Linked DNA regions of Mus musculus: region 1 is linked to region 2. Evidence: chromatin contacts called from public promoter capture Hi-C data. All regions are on one chromosome and are shown on one strand. The core of a region is the stretch at or near the end of the contact, and the rest is flanking DNA. Distances in the headings are between cores, read along the strand shown.

Evidence for each region. Promoter capture Hi-C pulls out the DNA fragments that hold promoters and counts their contacts.
Region 1: a promoter capture Hi-C map of erythroid cells shows a contact between it and region 2, with 6 times the contacts expected there. The contact joins the promoter of Ube3b here to the promoter of Hps4 in region 2.

Annotation. Positions count from the first base shown.
Region 1 is chr5:114,379,112-114,382,685 of GRCm38.p6, reverse strand. Ube3b (ubiquitin protein ligase E3B) reads right to left here and starts at 2,066. Exons shown (of 28, transcript NM_054093.3): 1 at 1,711-2,066. Kctd10 (potassium channel tetramerisation domain containing 10) reads left to right here and starts at 2,181. Exons shown (of 7, transcript NM_026145.4): 1 at 2,181-2,260. The coding sequence starts at 2,258.
Region 2 is chr5:112,341,598-112,344,985 of GRCm38.p6, reverse strand. It overlaps Hps4 (HPS4, biogenesis of lysosomal organelles complex 3 subunit 2), which reads right to left and starts at 1,891. Exons shown (of 14, transcript NM_001359853.1): 1 at 1,823-1,891; 2 at 1-942. It overlaps Srrd (SRR1 domain containing), which reads left to right and starts at 1,946. Exons shown (of 7, transcript NM_001359388.1): 1 at 1,946-2,111. The coding sequence starts at 1,963.

The DNA of each region.
Region 1 (3,574 bases), core at 817-3,316, 2.0 Mb before region 2:
ACTTCTCTCAGGACCTCTTGGGATTTGATCCCTTTCCCAAAACTATCCCCATCTAAGAGCATACACACTGGCTTCTGCTTGCACTGCACAGTAGCTAAGCTTTGTGGGTTTCTTCATTCTTTCCTGTCGCTTTTCCACTTACACAGCTCATGAATCAAATCAGATGCACCCTTGGGCATCAAGTTCTTCCCCTGAGGGCCACAGAGAAACAAGACAAAGACTGTAACTAGAGAGGCCTTCAAGTCAGAGAGAAGGAGCCTCAGACCTTGTTCATCCCGACTCTACCTCACAGCACTGTCCCATGAGCACTCTGGGTCCCAGGTTCCTGGGATAATAACAATATTCAATTTTAGGGTTGTTAAGGATTGCATGGAACACTTGCCATTCTTAACCCTAATCTAGTCACTATAGTATTGAGATGAGGAATGGGAAAATATTGATAGCTGGCACTTGGAAACGCTCATCACACCTAAGGAAGCCTTACTGCACTGTCCTTACAAAGCTGAGAACCTGGTTTAGGGAAGTAAGAGTGCTCTAGGTAGAGAAATCAGAAAGCAATCAGTCGGTAAGGAGGGACGCAGTTCGCCTAAGTGTCTCATCCAATAAGAGCAGCAACATGATGAGACAATCAAATCTCGCCTCCCTTGGTCTGGGTTATACATTTAGTAAGCCGCAGAGCCAAGCTTTCAACGCTAACAGACAAGACTCTGCATTACTTCTACGTCCCCAGGCAACTTGCTTACAACCAACCTATTTGGTTGAGACTAACTTCAAGAAGCACAACATGTCGCACAGGAGTCCAGACTGTGAAGTAAAAATAAACACAAGTTGCTGAGCGACTTTCTTTTATGGTAGAAGTCGCTAGTTTCCCAGGCCTAAGGGCCACCATCTAAGTGTAGACCATGTAACAGACATTGTAGATCTATTTAACTAGGCCTCCCTTTGGAAGCCTATCCTGTGAGGCTACAACACCCCAATTTTAAAAGCCTAAGATAAGACAACAGCTCTTAAAGAAACCATTAATAAGCCAAACTATTGCTCTTAGACAGCTACAGCCTATCCAGATGGGGAAACGAAATGCAGAGGGCACATAACTCGCCAGTGTCCTCACCCACCGTCCCTGACTTTGAATTCCCAAAGGAATTACTTATCGGCAAGTCAAAAAGGCAAGGTTCAGGAATCACACACACAGAAAGGCACCACAAAGAGAAGTTGAGAATGCCAGGCACCCTGTGAGGCTAGCTAGGCTTAAGTCAAAATACGATCCAGTTTTTCCAGCTTTTGATCAAGAGCCGTCAGGAACCACACTAAAACGTATTCTAAAATAATCTCCGTAAAACAATCTAATTACTCTATTTACAGAGGAGGAAACTGAGGGTCAGAGATGGGACTAGATTCACCCAAGGTCACACAGCGAGCGACAGCACTGGGCTCGAATTCCACTTGGGGTGATCCGGAGGCCCGACGCCTCTCACAGGCACCGACATCAACAACCACAAGAACAAGTCCGTCTCGCCCACAATCAGTTGGCTGGCAAGGCCAGTCGCCTCGGCACGGAAATCAATGGAAGGGGGACAAGGAGATCCCCGAAGCCCGCAAGCCAGTCCCTCCTCCGACTTCACTCAAACCAAGACTCGGCCCCCCAGATAGCCTCCCTCCGTCCCTGGCCCCGCCGCCCAGAGAAGCGCCCATCCTGTCCCCACTCGCTACCCGCAGTCCGGAGATCTTTATCCGTTCGAGGCCCCGCACTCGGGGTCCGGGCCGCAGCGACCGCCGCCTTAGCCCGATCCCCCCGAGGTCCGCCAGCCCCGGGGCAGCGGCCGAAGCCCGGCCGCCATCTTGCCCCGGGTGTTGTGCTCCGAACACCTCTTGGGAAGCAAGCAATTATTCAGTTCCGGGAAACAACAGTTCCGCACTGCTTCTTTGCCCATGGAGGAGGTGAGGACTCCTTTCCTCTTGTCATCTTCTTTAGCAGACGGAAAGGAGAAACAAACATCCAGAAGTGGGACTAAACGCCTGACTCGGCCAAGGGGAGGCGGGAACGGTTGATAAAAAGAGTTCCCCCCATCTAGGGCTTACGGGGGTGGGGGGTGGGGGGGAACGCTTTAAGAAGAGTCCCTCTGCGGGGCGGAAGTGGGGTGTGGACGGACGCCGGAAGTGCCCGCCCCGGCCCCGCCTCCGCCCCCTGCATTGAGCGAGCTGGGTGTTTCCTGCCTCTCAGTCCGGATTTGGAGACTCCGGCGTCCTCCGACTTTTCATGGTGAGGGCGGTGGCCGCCGTCGGGGAGCTTCGGGGCGGGCGAGGGTGGCGACGAGGCTGAGCGGGAGCGGTGGGGCGCTGAGTAGCGCGTGCGGGCGAGGTCCGGAGCGGGGGAAGGGCTTCAAATGAAAGGAGCCGTGGTCGGGGTGGTGGTGGTGGGGATCTGCGAAGGGGCGGCTGGTCCTGCGGGCGGTGGTGGCGCTGGGCGGCGAGCCTGGAGTGCTGATGGGCGATGGGACGTGGGAGATCGTCGGGACAAAGAGACGGCGGCGGAGGCATCGAGACCGACGCTCGGGGTGGGGAACGAACGAGGGTTCGAGGGCGTGTGGAGAGGGGCGAGCGTGTACCCTTGGAATCGAGCAAAGTCTGGCCTCTGGGAGGCTGTGCCTTGAGTAAGGTGGGGTTCCAGGCAAGAGAGGGAGGGGGCGTCTCTGAACCCACAAGTCTGGAGCGAGATGACTGGTAACAGTAATTCTAAGGAGACATGTCTGAGGTCGGGGTACCCTGACCACAGAGTCTGGCCTCAAGTGGCACCTGGATACCTACCTAATCACTTCCCTTGAGGCCCTAGGTGACCACACCTCGGGAGTCCCAGGATGTCAGCTGTTGCTGTCTGCGTTATGGGATGGTTTCGGTTTACTTGAGATTCTCTAGGGTCTGTCCCTTGAATGGTTCTTTGTCCTTGGGTGGGGATGGGGGGCGGGTGGACTATTAACCCAGGTCTTCTTTGTCTGCCACTCACTCACAAGATCAGTCCCAAACTGAAGACAGATGACTCGGCCTGTGTCTGGCTTTGGTCAAGCTCTATTTGGTATAAAACAAGAGACACACACATTGGTAGAAGGCGGCCAGCAGCACCGGTAGACCACCAACTGGTCCCCTGGGGCTAACCTGGGAACTAGTTAACAACAGGATAGTCTGGGCTCACCGATGTATTTTTACAGTCTCTGTGTGTCACTAAGGATTTGGGCTGTGAAATGGAGGGCGTTTGAAACCAGATTCTAATACCTAGCTTCCCTAGTAAGCAGGATTGACAACATCCTCATTGAGACTGTTTGGAGAAGTTCTCAAAAGCAGGAGAACTGGGGGGGGGGGGGTGACTATCCTAGAAAAAAGTGTGGGGCTTTAGTTTTTGGCCTCCTTTAACTTCGTTTGCTTCACGCAGTAGCCCTGTAGCAGAGACCTCAGGTTAGTTTAGCCTCCTTGCATAATACCCCTTAAGCAACCCGCCCGGAAGAGCTCCCTTCAGATCTCCAAGGCTACTAGATAAACAGATTGTCTAATCCTCCTTTGTATCGGAATCACCTGAAAGAGC
Region 2 (3,388 bases), core at 642-3,141:
CTCTTCATCTGGTGTTCTTCCTAGAAGCAGTTCTCTGTCCCCCAACTGGTGTCCCCAGCTCAGTGATGCCAGGTGTGGACCATCCAGGTGGTTTCTGCCTCTTGTTCACTCTTGAATCAATATGAAAAGGCAACTTCCCTTCGGGGCAGGTTCCTTTCCAGAAGTATCTCTGCACTGCTGACAAGTCCAGGAGGACTGGAGGTGGACTAGATTAACTCAACCATCTGTGAGCTGCTTTCAGGAGCATCTGTATGGCTGTCTACACTGGAATCTGTTCCAACTCCCCCCCAGGGAGTGCCACAGCAAGGAGAAGCATGCTGGATGGGCAGGGCAGCTTCTGATAGGATCTCTGACTTTGTGTACAGTCCAAAGCCATCCAGTGAGTTTCTTCAAAAGGTCCAAAGTTCCCAGGTCACACACACACACACACACCAGTATCTCAGCTCTGAGGAAAAACAAAGAATCAATTCTTTCAGAAACCTGTGACCACTCATGTGACCCACAAGGTTCAATAAACACTTGGTTTCAAAGCAGCCTTCAGAGCTTGTGTTTTAGAATAAAAAGAGTTCGGGTAGCAGATACTTCAAAGGCCTTTTTTTTTTTTTCAGCAGAAAATAGCTTTGCAGAAGGGAAACCAGACGACGAGTGTAGAAGGTACTGGGTGTAAGGGACCACACCAGTCAAATGGTCCCAAAATTAAGGAACTGGCACTCAGGAGCCTAATCAGAATGTGCGCAGCCCTTCAGAGTGCAAGAGAGAACTTTGACAGAGGGGAAGACAACTCAGTGTATCATGGAATACTCTGCCAGAAAAGAGTCTTGGCCTCACTCTGATTCTTCGCTCCTCCAAGAGAACTGTCCAGAAACAGGTGGTACAGGCATTAAAATTACTATCCACGAGGCTGAAATTTTCTGACAGTCTTATTTCACTGTGTGGATAACACTGGGAGGAAACACAAAAATAATTTAATCCTTTTCCTTGACAAGCCTTCCGTCATTTTCATCTATAGTCTTTGTTTTGTTTTGTTTATTTGTTTGTTTGTTTTTTCGAGACAGGGTTTCTCTGTATAGCCCTGGCTGTCCTGGAACTCACTCTGTAGACTCAGGCTGTCTCTGCCTCCCAAGTGCTGGGGTTAAAAGTGTGCGCCACCACCACCTGGCTTCATTAAGACTATAGTCTTAATCCCACTTTTCTGGTTAATTCCTTCAAGGACAGGATCTCTAAAGCTGGCCACAATCTGCCACCTGTGGAAATAGTACGTTGAAGTCTCTTAGGGAGGGAGCCAGGCATGGTAGTTTAGGCCTTTTATCCCAGCGCACTGGAAATAGACAGGCAGATTGCTGAGTTCCAGGCAAGCTATGGCTACAAAGCAGGACCCTCTCTTAAAAGCGAGTAAACTCTCTTAGGAAGAAGGAAGTGCCCGAGGGGCATCCCCCACGAACCCGAAAAGGCCTCTTAAATATCAGTCACCTCAACTACACACACCTCGTTCTGCAGCAAACACAGGGCGAGCACACTGTGCAGGGCATCTCTGTTCCTGGAACCACCCCTCCCATTCCCTGAGGCCTGCTCGGAGGACCTAACAGCGAGTTCTCAAAGGTCCCGATGAGGTCAGTGATTGTGTAAGGGACCTAAAGAGGCCATGACACCCTAAGAGTACAGGCAGGGGGACAGTGCGGGTGCGCGCGGGGACGGAGGGAAGTCCCTCGCTGGTCAGGAGCCCCGAACCCTGCGGCCCGATCGCGTGGATCAGGCTCGCCCGCCCGCCCGCCCACCGGGACCCCGGGCTCTGTCTGGCCGCCCGCGGGAAAACCCCCGATACCTGCGCCCGCCCGGCAGCCCCGCGATCACGCGCGGACCCACCTCCCGCCGGTGGGGGCTTGGCGATGACGTGAGGTGTGACGCAGCCTGTGACGTCGGCGGCACGGCGGCCGCTCTGGCGCACTCTGCTGACGTCAGAGCATGGCGGCGGCGGCTCTCGAGCCCTGGAGCGCGGTGGCTCCGCGGAGGAGGAAGCGCGCGGCGGGAAGGCGACCGCGGCCGGGCGAGGGGCCCCGGGCCGAGCCGGAGGCGGACGGCGAAGCGGTGCTACGCCGCCTGCGGGAGGCCGAGTGAGTGCAGCGCCGAGAGGCAACTCCAGCCTCAGTGTCCCTAACCTGGAAATGGGTGTGCCAACCCGCTGGGAAAGGCTGAGTTCTCCCTCCGGTGTCACTGTAGCAAGCTCTCAGTAAAGCTGCCATTCCCATTCGCTGCGGCTGCGGCAGTTTATCATCCTGTGTCCCTGTCTGCCACCTTTGAGATGGGGGTTTAAGCATTACGTAGGGATGCTCAGAGGATTGTGTGATGTGACTGTAGAGCACTCCCTGGCACCCAAGCTCGAGGTGGGGGAGGAGGGTGTCAGAAGGTGCTCAGAAGACCTCTGCTTTCACTGCATAGGTTAGGACAATCAAACTCAAATGTGAGGCTTGGTGGCAAGAACCTTTACCCTATAAATCATCAGCTCTGGATTTGGAGGCGGGATCTTGTACTATAGCTTAGGCTAGCCCAGCAGCCCTGAATTGGAGGATATCCCGTCTTTGCTGTGGGCCACACACCACATTGGTTATTATCCGTATTGTAAATCGAGGTTGCAGCAAACACAGATGTCAACATTTGCATCAATGGTTTACTGAGCAGCAGCTGTGTGCGCAGACTTTTGCAGCCTATGTATTTCACAGGCTCACTGGAATCCTGGGCACTCCGAGAGACATACAAAGATCATTGTTTCAGGCCCAGGCCTTGGTGACTTCAAACCCCATGCTTCCACCTAATCATTATCATGTACTCTATTATGTTACATCCATCTCCCCAGCACTTGGTCTGTACCTTCTTACAGGGCACATAGACGGTGCCCACCATACACAGGCTACACCGTGTTCTTGCCTTTTCTAGTTTTGGTCTTACAGGGCTAAGTTAGAAATGTTGGTAGCATTTTGTATGGGTCAGAAGGGCTGTGATGAGGGGGGCAAGTTACACTTAAAAAGCATTGGTGACCCAGAAGTTACCTCTGAACATAAATTACTGGCGGTGCAGCTGAGAGGACAGATAGAAGCAAGCAGTGCCTTAAAGTCTCGAGATTAGTGAGACATAGGTGTCTAGGACCTGAACTCTTCAAGGCGCACACCAGATAGTCATTGTTTCCTCAGCTGCTTCAGAATCTCCCAGAATGCCCTGCTTCTCCCAGCATCCTTCCAGGGGTGTGGTTATCACTCCTGAGCATAGAGAATCTGATTCAGGGCTACTTAGAATATTACAGAGTACTTTGATTTATCGGGCACTTCTTTCCTTAGAAGAATGTAGGTCGCCTGGGGGCAGTTTCTCTCCTCTTTGTCCCTAAACATTGCCTCTG